2 separate regions of the Arachis hypogaea genome follow, and region 2 is linked to region 1. Evidence: chromatin contacts called from public Hi-C data. All regions are on one chromosome and are shown on one strand. The core of a region is the stretch at or near the end of the contact, and the rest is flanking DNA. Distances in the headings are between cores, read along the strand shown. Region 1 has its middle 4.9 kb from the start of LOC140184403. Region 2 holds the start of LOC112796364 (beta-D-xylosidase 1).

What was found. A called contact is a pair of places that touch in the nucleus more often than the background predicts.
Region 2: a Hi-C map of leaf shows a contact between it and region 1, with 4 times the contacts expected there. The contact joins the promoter of LOC112796364 here to the enhancer-like site in region 1. A contact is called at or near these places in 4 of 8 Hi-C or Micro-C datasets (all in leaf).

The regions. Positions count from the first base shown.
Region 1 is chr4:14,623,519-14,630,040 of arahy.Tifrunner.gnm2.J5K5, forward strand. No RefSeq gene overlaps it. Among protein-coding and RNA genes, the nearest start is that of LOC140184403, 4.9 kb to the left of the region's middle. Within about 2 kb of position 2,348, at least 3 of the 3 cell types and tissues checked have open chromatin away from gene starts, as enhancers often do.
Region 2 is chr4:14,667,076-14,673,597 of arahy.Tifrunner.gnm2.J5K5, forward strand. It overlaps LOC112796364 (beta-D-xylosidase 1), which reads left to right and starts at 2,933. Exons shown (of 5, transcript XM_025838785.3): 1 at 2,933-3,839. The coding sequence starts at 3,381.

The DNA of each region.
Region 1 (6,522 bases), core at 1,098-3,597:
TGCAATCCAGATTGAGGCGGCAGCAGCGGTGACCCTTTGGGAGGCCTTGTGTTTTCCCTCACGGAAGAGAAAGGGCCGTATTTGTGTTTTTGCAGTAGCTTGAGATTTGTAGTTGTTGTACCATAGTGATTAAAACTAATTGTTTGCTTAATTCATCCGGTTTACATGCTTAGTTCAAGTTGATATTATCAAATACTAGCAAGAGTTTTAGTTTTTCTCCCAATTTGTTTGGTATTATGACAGAGTTAAATTTTAAAGTGATATCTGAGATTAATTACCTGGATTAAAATAGTCTTTAAGATCTTAATTGCATTAATTACATTCTTAAAATTAGCAAAAATGTACTACACTAGTTTTTAACGACATAATGAGACATTTGATAAAAGAAAAATGCTAGTTGTACAACACTAATCAATCTTTAATCAAATTTAAATAATATTTAATTATTTTTTTATTGAAATATATTCTTATTTTGTAGATACATATCTATAAATGAATTTAATTTAAATTTTAAAAGCCATCCACTTCATATCATAGTTAGTTAATGTGACTTTGTTTTTTTTACTTAACTTCACCTAACAAATAAAATTTTTTTATTTCTTATTCTATAGGATATTCACACTACATTAGTGAATCCAAAACAAAAAAAAAGTACCTTTCTACTAAGTTCTCCCTCTCGTCTTCATTAGTGAAGACGTATTACCACCTTCCAGTTGAAGTACTTTCTCGTTTTGTATTGGTGAAAGGTGTCATTATTTTTCACACATGTGTTTATGTAATTTGTTAAGAAATATCATGTTTAACATTTTTAATTATATTTAAAATAAATATAAAAATTCTATTCTTATTTAATTGGAACATTCTTATTTAATTTTATTAATAGAGTTGTTACAAATAAAGTACTTTGTACGTAAGTAGTTTGAATAAAGAAAAAAAAATCTGAAGTTTAAGAGGGAAGATGTAGATGGTATGGTCATATTTTTTAATTATAACATATCTGATAGTATGATATTTTATTCAAAATATTTTTAAAACACATCTAAAATTAAACTTAAATACACATCCAAAATTATAAGAATGCACTCTAAATATTTTATCTACACATCCAAAATTCATGTAAAAAAATTTATATATGTACATAAGAACATAATGAACAATATAAACACATCCAAAATTAAGTATTGACACGTCTAAATTAGATTAACATTACAACTCTAAAAAAAATACAGACACTTCTAATATTATACATAAATTTAAAAAAATAGAACATTTTATTAAGTGAAAAAAGAAAGATAACATATTTTCACGGATAAACTCAACCAAATTTTTTTAGAATTTTGCAAGTAGAATTACCAAATTTTGAATTCTAACTAATTTAATTTTTGGATGTGTATTTAAATTGTAATACATTAATAATTAAATATATTAAATTTGAAATAAAAATTTAAATTTTAAATTTTAAATTTCAGTTTTATTTAGTTTGTATTTTGAATGTGTATTTAATTTTAAAAAGATATTAAATCTATTTAGAATTTTTAGATGTGTTTGTTTTATTTTTCTTAAATTATTGTAATAAAAGACTAAATATTGTACAACTTTTAAAGGATTCTTAGTTTAATTGTTGCTAGAAAAGGATTGGTATTTTTTGCCAATTTCAAAAACGATATGTAATCGGTAGAATTGAAATTTAAAGAACTATTTTGATTTATATTGCTAATATAAAAAACTACCTTGAAGTTTAACTCGAATCATAGGTTATAGGTTTCTTTTTTCATGATATTGTAGCTGATAGTTTGATGTAGCCAGTATGCTAGCTCAATTACTTAAAGGACCTAGCCGATCCAATGATAATTGGGCCTCTTAACTAATAGTGTCATGATTGAGGTAGGTTGCACTTAAATATTTTGAGTTGCCCAACAAAAAACCAATAGCTTGAATTTTAGGATCCACATTCTGAATAGTACTGTATCTAAATATTGAGCTGTTATTCTCTAGGCTTGAACTAGTTATAAAATTTGAAATTGAAACTGAAGAGTAACCTTTTAATCATCTTTTAGAATTTTTTTGTGCTGCTTGATGCTAATATACTCAAATAATGGTGCTTTCTTTTTAATCAGTGGTGCTTAGCACAATAGTTAATGTTCGAACCAACTAGCTGAATCATAATCATGTTCTTCAGGTCCAAGATGAGCAAGTTGTAATTAATTTGTGGCATTGAGGATCATGTAATTAAAAAATAAAAGAATGGTTAGTTCTTGATCTTGTTTGTGACATGACATGTGTGACTAGGACTGTTGTATGTTAATGTGTGGTTATCCATAATAAAATGGTTATGATGATTTTGGACAACAAAACCTTAAAGCCTTATCCAAAATTATCTTCTTTGTTGGGCCATAAACATTGGTTACTTGACTTAAACGGAACTGAAATTTGGGCCCTACTAGACAAAATGCAAGACATTTTCTTGATAGGCTTATCAGCATAATCCTATTTTCCCCCTCAAATTCTCGGATCACATGTCGGGGACAATTACTAATAGAACTTATTGGCTTAAATGGAATTAATTCTTAAGGTACTAAAGAAAATTAAATATCTTAAAACGAGTTTTTCCGTGGATATTTAAAAACATGTAATACTAGATGTGCACTAAAATCAGCTATTAAAATTAATTAGTAATATAAAATAATATATAATAATAATTAATTTTGGTAACTAATTTTAATATACACCTATATTTTTGTTTAAGGATCAAAATGACACTTTAATATAACATCGTTATTCAAAGGCTGTAAATAACCTATGATCCAAAAATCAAGATTGATACTTCTAGTAGTAATATATTTGAATGCATGGTTTAAAGTTATATGAAATTAGTCTTGTATTAAACATAAGATATCGCTCGGGTTTTTCCACTATATAGATTTTTTATGCAATTTTTTTTTTTAAGAATTTATGCTCGTTATGAAATGGTGCTTTCATTTAGAATTAACCGATCAAAGAGGATTATTGGTGGAGGGTTATAGGCAAAAGAGGAATTGTCTATAATTGAATTAATCGTTACCAAGTGAAATATTTCGTAGAGTGCAAGTCTTACAATAATATCTTAATATTTTATTAATACTAAAATACAAACTAATTTTTTAATATTTTTAATGATATTTTTAAATATAAAGATTATTTAAGATATTATTTATTTTATAAATAATAATATATACTAATCCTACACTTATTTTAAGAATATAAATTAAAAATATTAATAAGTACATAATGTTATTTGAATGTATCAAATGATATTCAAAAAAATATTTTTTAATTTTTATTAAAATAAATTAAACATAAAAATATACGTGTATCAAATAAATATCTCGTCTAAACTGTGTCTAATACATAGACAAAATAATTCATTGAAGTTGTAACAAATTTTAACGCAGTGATTCTTTCTATTAATTTGCTAGGTGAGAATTCAGGTGTAGTCGACTTTACGTGAAGTTGATAATTGAGAATCGTTAGATGAAAATTTAGTCAAATAAATCAAATTATCTAATAACTCTCAATTTTAACATCACGTAAGTCTACTGCATCTGAGTTTTTTCACCAATTTATTATTGATGTTCTAAAATATCAAGGCATGTCTGAATACATGAACATATAACAGATGAATATCGAAAGGCTAAAAAAGAATTGATGATCCAAAAGTTAGGGTTGGTGATAATAAGGAGTGATAACGTTCTATACATGCACATATAACAAAAGAAATCATGATTATTGGAAGGACGCAAAGAATGATCCACAAATTAAGGTTTGCAGTGCACATACACACCAATGGATTATTGGTCTGCCACTATCTATATATTCAAGGATTGAATTTGTTATAACATCGAATCAAATCGTCTATTTGTATATTAAAAAGCGTTACCATATCCTCTATGCAAGAATCTTGGACTTATATACATATTTATATAATTTGTTAATACATTCTTTGTTTTGTGGTGATCAGAGCAATGACCTGTAACATCTAGAAGCTCGGATTTTTTATTTATTTATTTTTGAGGGAAGAAAATGAAGGTGGCGTAAGATAAAATCGAACTACCTGCAGGATAATGCAAATTAAAAGAAATTCTCGCAAATTGGTCATTCCAAGTAATCCTCTTGGTATAATAATAATAATAATAATAATAATAATAATAATAATAATAACCATTAAATTTTTGAAGATTTTAATTTTAAATTAATTAATTTTAAATTAGTTTGATATTTAATGATATGGGAGTAAAATTTACTTTTTTTTTTATTTTGAGTATCAATTTTTCAAATATACACCAAAAATTTCTCTTTAAACAGAACAAAAGAAACAATAAAATGTAAATTGAAATTTAAAGACTTAAATTATAAGAAAAGGGTTACATGATAAAATGAAATAAAAAAACTTCTACAAAGTTAAAAGACTTTTCAAAAATAAAATGAATAATTCGAAAGCTTTAAGAAAAAGACAAGATTACTTTACTAAAATGAAATAGCTTGCATAAAAAAAGTATAGAGAAATTTAAAAAAAATGTAAAGACATATAAAGAATTTTATAGAAAAAAAGTTTGTAACAGATTCAGAAAATTATTGAGATATATAAATGTGCAAGAGTATCTTTTGAAAATAAATTTTAGCTTTTATTTTTTCTAAATTTTGTACATTTATAAATTTTTTTAACTAATCATATCTTGCCACATGTTCTTCATAAAAAATCTTAAAAATAGTTATTTCTGCCAGATGCATAAATTATGTAATTATCTTCCGCTTTTTAGACGATCAAATCTAACATTAGTTAACCGCTCTGTTTTACTTTAACGACAAACCTCATCGAATTAATTACCTTTTTTCTATCGGTAACCTTTCTTCAACAAAAATTCATCACACTCAACAAAACTTGTCACATACAACTTTCAACGCCAATTGCAACATCTTCAACTTATAATTTATTTTATTTGATGTAACACTATATGATAATAAACAATAGACATGTATGTTCTTCTGCCAATTGATAGTGCGAAACAAAACAAAATTGCACATGTATTTTATTATCTACAGTGGTGTGTGTCTTGTTACTGTCATATGAATATGAAATAATGTAGTTTTATACTGTAAAATATTCATTATCTTTTGAATTTTTATACAACTTTTATTAATTATTCTCTATTTATTATGAATCTTTATCAAAACAAGTAAAATTTTGTTCAAAAAATTAGTATTTATATAATAATTTTTCATAAATAAACACATCACAGTAATTAATAGTATATATAAGCACTACAATTAACTTTTACGTAATAAATTAATAAAAAAACATAATGTGTCCATCATTTATTATTATAGAAAGTTAAATTGATATTTTTTCTTTCAAAAATTAATTAGTCCAAAATTAAAATTTTTAAGTCTTAATTGTCTTTTTAATCTAATAATAATAATAATAATAATAATAATAATAATAATGGATACTACATTTTCAATATTATAACTAACATGATTTGATTGAAGAAGTTTCTTGCATTGCATATTATTCCTAGACTTGGTTCCAACTTTCTATCAACATGGGCCCCACTTCATATTCTCTTGTGGATGTGAAACCAAACCAAATAATAATTCATTCCTCTACACCCTGAGTTATACTGTGATCTTTATTTATTGTAGTTTGGTTTGTATAATAATATTAGTAAGGACATACATGATAAATATTCAACGAATCATACTCTAAATTTATTCTTTAATAATTATTATTTTAAATAAATTAATCTTTAATAAAATGAATAGAAACTTATTCTCAAATCTTCTAAAATATTATAATTTATAATAAACTAATGATAATAAATTAGTCTCTATTTTTTTAAAATATAACAATTAATCTTTAATTTTAAAATAAAAATAGTACGAAAAATGGATTAAATTATAAAATTTTAAAATATAATAAATATATTTTTTTATTTTATTAGAAACTAATTTATCTAGTATTCAAAAATATCATAGACTAATTTGTAATTATTTTATTAGATTAATTTATTTAGAGTGATGATATATAGTATAAACATATATGCTAATTGACAACATAACATTGAACACAAAGATACATAGCTTCTAACAATAAATACTAATTGAGTTAGGTGCCGCAACTTTGTGTAAGTCAAGCTGGATGTGTTGGACTAAATTAAAGAAAACTATATAATTGACAAATCAAAGCATGTTATTAAGCGAGCATAACATGACTTTAACTTCATCATGTAAGAAAACTCCCAATTGGTTAATTATAGTTCAATTATTTTGCTTCATCTCTTAAGAAAACTACTCCTAATAATTAATCCATTAGGTTCATTTTTATTTAATTTTTTGAGGGAAAGCTAAGCAAAGCAATGTCTTCACGTCACTACTAACTATATGGTATAACTTATTAAGGATAAGAATGTGTACATGCATAACATAAATACCCCATACTCATACCATGCATATACCATTATTTGTATTTGTACTTTGTATATTTGT
Region 2 (6,522 bases), core at 1,683-4,182, 44 kb after region 1:
TTGCACCAGATTATCTGGTTTCTTGTACTTTTTTTAACAATTTTTCATGTGCCATCAGCAAAGTTTCTAATTTTTTTATGGACACAGGCTTGGATTTTGCCGTGATTGTTGTAATAAAAGAGGTATTCTCCTCAGAAAAACCATTCAACACAGATTCAGCATGATCAGCATCACTAATTGCAGCTTCAACACATACTAATGAATAAACTATTTTCTTGATTTCAAGCAAATAATCTGAAACAGATCCTTCCTTCTTCGTATTGACTAACTTGTTCTTTAATTATCTAATTTTTGCTGTAATTTGAGATGCGAAGTATGTTTCTAACCTGCACCAAATTTCATGCGAGAAGATACAACCGACCATTCTCGTCGCAACCGCTTGCTCATCGATGCTAGTAACCAAGTCTTCAACAACGCATCATGCTTCTTCCACTTCGAATACGCTGGATTTATCACATTGGCAGCTTCATCTCTGTTGGAGAGATACTTCACTGGAATTGATTTTTCTGTGATGTGGTCAAGCATCTCGTATCCTTCGATCATGGATTCTACTTGATCCTTCCATGGTAGATAGTTATCATCATCCAATTTCATAGCTATTGGACTAGAGAAGGCTTGTGCTACTTGCATCAGAGACATTGTTGCGGAAGCCATGAGAGAGAGAAAGCTCTGATACCATATAGATATCGGGCCAGAGAGAGAGAGAGAATAGAAAAAGAGTAAAATTCTAGAACTGTTAGGAATGAATTGATAACCAACTGAATTAAAATAATAAAATGTATATCTCATAATATATAGTTATAGGAAATGTTGACTAGAACAATAATAAACTCACTAGCAAATTATTAGTATTCCTCAATAAGCTAACAATAAATTAACTTCCTTTTTCTCCTTTAAAATAAAAATGCAAAAAACATACATGAATGGCTTAAAAATCCCATCACATAAAAAATTACTCAAATTGATATATAGAAAACAAAAGAGTCTCCAAAATATTTTAGATCCAATATTTTGATTCTAACAAAATTTTATTTTTTAGACTTCTTTCATAATTACTCTTTTTAGACAAAATTTTTGTTTTTTTAGTCATTTTCAATCAAATTTCTAATATACTTGTTAGACAAATAAAATTTTAATAAAATTTTTATTATAAGACAATCAGATAAAAAAATTACACTATAAAATAATTAATCTCCTTATAAAATGACAGAAAAATCAAAATGTCTAATGAAAAGGATTTTCAAAAAAATTTTAAAAATAACTATTATTGAAAACCAAATGGTATAATCTAGAATTATTTGAGATTAATTCCGGAGTTTATTCAAAACAAGAAGTATTAAAGAAGGGACAAAACATTCTAGATATTATAATAAAGAATTGAAGCAGTTGCAAAGGGGTGGAAAGATGTGAATATAGCTCGGTAAAAAGGGACAAAACAGGGTACGTATTATTCTTTTATGGGCAAATGGGGTCACGGGAAGTTTTTATTAGTCAGAAGCAGTAACATCATCACGGGGATGAAAAAAATGCCTTTGAATTTTCATGGGTCAATTTTATTGTTGTAAACACCCAACCAGAAACAGAGGTTTTGAATGAAGCAGTCATTGTATTTGGTGGGGAGAGAGAAAAAACACCCTTCACAAACCGTCAAATTTGTATGTTGACTTCTGTAATTTTCCCAATGTCAATGCACATTAGCTTATTGTAACACAAATTAAAATGATCCTTTCATTTGTAGACTTCACATTATTATCTCTAAAAAATGTTGAATTAAAAATTTTCATTCAAAAATTTTTTATTACATTGAGATTTTTGATAAATAAATTTTTAAAAGTGTGATAAGAAAAACTTTTATATTTTATTTTTATATAATTTAAAATCTTTATAGAATAAAATTTGTTTAGAAACAAAAATATCTAATACAAAATTTTTTAAAAACCTATTAAATATATACTCTTATCTGAGATTAAAACATTCTCGTCTTTATGTGTTGTTGTCTATACTATATGTTTTTTACCTTTTGCACATAATCTTTTGAATTCATGCGAAAGATGTAAATATATATAATTATGTTAGGTATACATTAAAATTAATCACTAATATAAAATATATGTTAAAATATAAAATACACATTATAAATTAGTTAAATAAGACATATATTTATATATAAATACATAATGACTAATTTTAATGTACAAATAACATTTTTGAAATACATATAATTAGGTAATTAAAATGTTAATGTTCATTTACAATATGTTTAATATTTTAGAATAAAAAATATGGAGATATTATAATTTAGAAAATACACAACTTATGTCTTTATCATATTTTTACTATCTTCCAATATTTTAATAGATAAAAATATTTATTGGCAAAAAGGAGATCTTTATGTAATTTTAAATATCTATTATTTCTTTAAAATAAATTTATATTTCTATTATAAAATAATTACAAAGACCTAGACGAGGAGGTAGAATAATTATGTACCCGTGTATGTGACATATATATACACAGAAAGATAAATTTGGAAGAAATAATAAAAATTAGTTAATAATGCTAACACCAATTTTAGATATGTAATTTTTAACTTTAGATGTACAGTTTTTAAAATTGATTCTATTATTTATTTTTGACCAAGAAATAGAATAATATGAAAAAGATAAATTTTGATTAATTATATATACAAATTTTTGTTAATTAATTATTTTTTAAGCACCATGTTTCAGAAAGAAAAAGAAAAAAAAAATGCACCGTAGAATAGAAAGCCTATTAGCGCGCGGTACAAAGTGAAAGAAAACGAGAGATTCTCCCGTCCGTGACCCACTCTTCTCAGAAAAGAAAAACAAAAGAAGTTAAAAATAAATTAAGGTCAAAATTATATTAAATTAACATTAATATATATAGAGTAATAGAGACATCCCCCTTTTCCGTTGTTATTTTGTACGATTCTATATGCGTCAATCTTCCTAAGTTGTGGCATATAACTTAATCTGTTCATTTAATTTTAGCATCTACCATATGCTTAAACCAACTGGTAGGTCACTATTCACCACCACCACCACTACCACACCCACTGAGTCCAACTACGTGTTACTCCGAGTCACACTCACTCACTCACTACTTTTAATAAATGGTAATACAATTAATTAATTAAGTGTTTATTATAAGGTTGATGGATGTTAGAATGATTTTATCCAAATAATTGGATTTTCATTTTCAATTATTTTGATGATCGACGTGGAAACCCAATCAAGATATGAAAAAGCTTCAAACCCTTTAAAATACGCAACTCCCACCACCATGACCACACTATATATAGACAACAACACACAAAGACACACCTCATTCATCACTTCTCACTTACTCACCATTCAAACATGGCTTCTTCCCCTTCTTGTTCTAATTATTGTTACAACGGTAACAAGAGTTTGTTAGCATCGGTTATCGTGTCAGTTATCGTGGTAACAATAACGATAAGTAGTGGGGGCGTGGCAATTGCGGAAGGAGGGAGGGTGCCGTTTGCATGTGACCCGAAAAACGGTTTAACGAGGACGTTGAGATTCTGTTGGACGCACGTGCCAATCCACGTGAGGGTGCAGGACCTCATAGGGAGGCTCACATTGGCGGAGAAGATAAGGCTGGTGGTTAATAACGCCATAGCGGTTCCAAGGCTTGGGATTCAGGGCTATGAGTGGTGGTCGGAGGCCTTGCACGGTGTTTCTAATGTGGGCCCAGGGACTAAGTTCGGTGGGCCCTTCCCTGGTGCCACTAGCTTCCCTCAGGTCATCACAACCGCTGCTTCTTTCAACCAATCTCTATGGCTTGAAATCGGTCGGGTAAGATTTCTTCATCGTTCTCCATCTGTAGCCGTTTCATTACTCCATGCATCATTTTCTCAACAGTTAAACAACACAACTCACTAATTGGATGCAATACTTTATCCATATTCATAAAATATTGATACATAAGAAAGCTTCTTTTATTTATTTAGACTAAAATTAATTAATTATCTTTTCATTAAAAATAATTAAAATGTTGATTCTTAACATTTTTATATTATCATTTTATTCTCACTTTTACGCACTTTTATGTGTGTGCGTGACTCTTGTTGTTTATAACTAGCAATGATGGTGCTCCTTTGAGTTTTGAATGCGTGGAAGCAGTTGTTTTTTGTTGATAGTTAAATATGATTAAATAATAATTTAGTTAAATTTATTAAATTATTTAATAGTTTTTTATTAATAACTTTAAGTAAAGATAATAATTGTATATGAATTTTCATCTTAATATGATATTGTAAGAAAATGAATCATTTTTCTTCGGCAAAAAAAAAATAGAAAGCTCACGTGTAAAATTAAAGAATTGAGTATTAATAATAAAACAGTAATACTATAGAACCAATATAATTTTATTATTTTTTGTTTATATTTAATTAAAAATATTAGTTAAAAATATAGTGCTGAATCGCCAGATTAAAAGTATTAAACTATGAATTATGTCAGGAATTAAATTTTTATATAATAGACTTTTTTTATATATCTCTTAATATATATGTCAGGAATAAGCAATAAGTTGTGATTATTCAAATGTAAGAAACTAATGTTGACATATAAATATATATAATATATCCTTTTCATCCTTTAAGCTCTTAATTCTTATTTTTTATTTAAAAAAAAAGGAAAGGAGTGGCGAAGTATACACTCAACTTTTCCTTTCATCCATCAGTTAGGCTGTTCATTCATTGATTGGTTCTCCTTTTCGGCCAATTATGATTAAATTAATCATTTTTCCATACAACCATCTAAACTCTAAAGTATATATATGATAACATAACATATTATTGGCTTCGAATACAGACAGTAGCCAAATGGGTCAATTGCTTTTGTGGAAGTATAAAGTACACTTAACATATTTCTCTTCCATAAGTTACCCTTGGATACAAGAAATTAATTATTTTGGGACCACTGCCTTTAGATATATAAATTAACAAATGATACTTATTTTCCATAAAATCATTACTTTTAGTGTATAGTTTATACAAAATTATTTCATTATTTATAAAATCATAGGGCATAATTATTTTCATGAATTTAAAAAAATGTTCCTTAATCTTTAAAATAAGCTGTAGTTTTCACTCTGTACCAATCTAATCAAGTTACAAGTCCTCAATAAAATTGAAAAGGTATCTATCTATAAATAGGGCTCAAGTGCTTTCTTAGCTTTTTCAATTATAATTACCAAAACATAGATATATGACGACGACAAAATAAAATTGCTTTCATAAATCATATACAAACTATTTATAACTACCCGTTATATGTTTTTGCTGTCCAATCATATGTGTGAGCCAAAAGACCATTCATTTTCATTTGCTGATTCTAACCCCTTTTTTTAGTTTATTAGAAAATAAAAATTGTCATCAGATAGAATAAGACAAATGTATATATTAAAAAAATAAAAATAAAAAGGGTTAAAATATATTTGTTATTTAATCAAATTATGGTGTTACTCGGCTACTCGCAGCTCCTACATAGAAACAAATTAACAGTGTCCCATGTGCCTTGCATGCATTTGAAGATGATATAAAATCTGACAAGTCAAGTCACTTTATAATAATTTATTGAGTTTAATTTTAATATATTAATATTATAAAATATTTTAAATAGTCATATAATTATATCAGTTCTTTTAAATAATTATTCATGTAGTCAATATAAAAAATTATTTTTATTAATATCATATTATATAATTTAAATATACATATAAAATTATTTATATGGATAGTATATTAAAATTAAATTTTAATTTATATTTAGTTTATATGCTAAAGAAAACGAGAGTTGATGTTGAAAATTCATCAACTCAATTTGTCACCAACCAGTTTCTATAAAAGAAGTCCCATTACGCCATTATTTCATTAAACAAACGAAAGCAACATGTTTATGATGGTTAATTAATTAAATGGACTTTTGTATGGTTATCCTTTGTTATTATTATTTATCTTCCCTTAGCTTGGTTAAGTTTAATTTATATAGTATATAGTACCCTTTGACGTATCTAATTAATTTAACAAGTTAAACATGTACGTGTATGTTGAGATTGGATAATAATCAATAATTAATAAAGATTTCGGTGACAATTAATAGAGACCCGTCTAATTCCTTGATGAAGCATGCAATACACAAAAAAGTCTCCTCCTCAAGGATTGTTATAGTATCATTTTTGCATGTTGTTGGATGTTGCTTAGTGAAACATAAAATCCAACCACCTTTTGATTTTTTCTTAATCTTGTGTAATTAATGATTGTTTGGTGAAAACTGACCAAACACAAGGTGTTTGATGTTGTCCATCAACACCGCCTCTACATGCAAGTGGCAAAACCTTGAGTGCACCTTTTCGTTACGGCTTTTTCTTTTATTAAATAGAGGTAAAAACTCAGGTAAAGTCGACTTCATATAAAGTTGATATTTAAGAGCCGTTAAATAATTTGATTGATTTAACTAAATTTTCATCCAATAA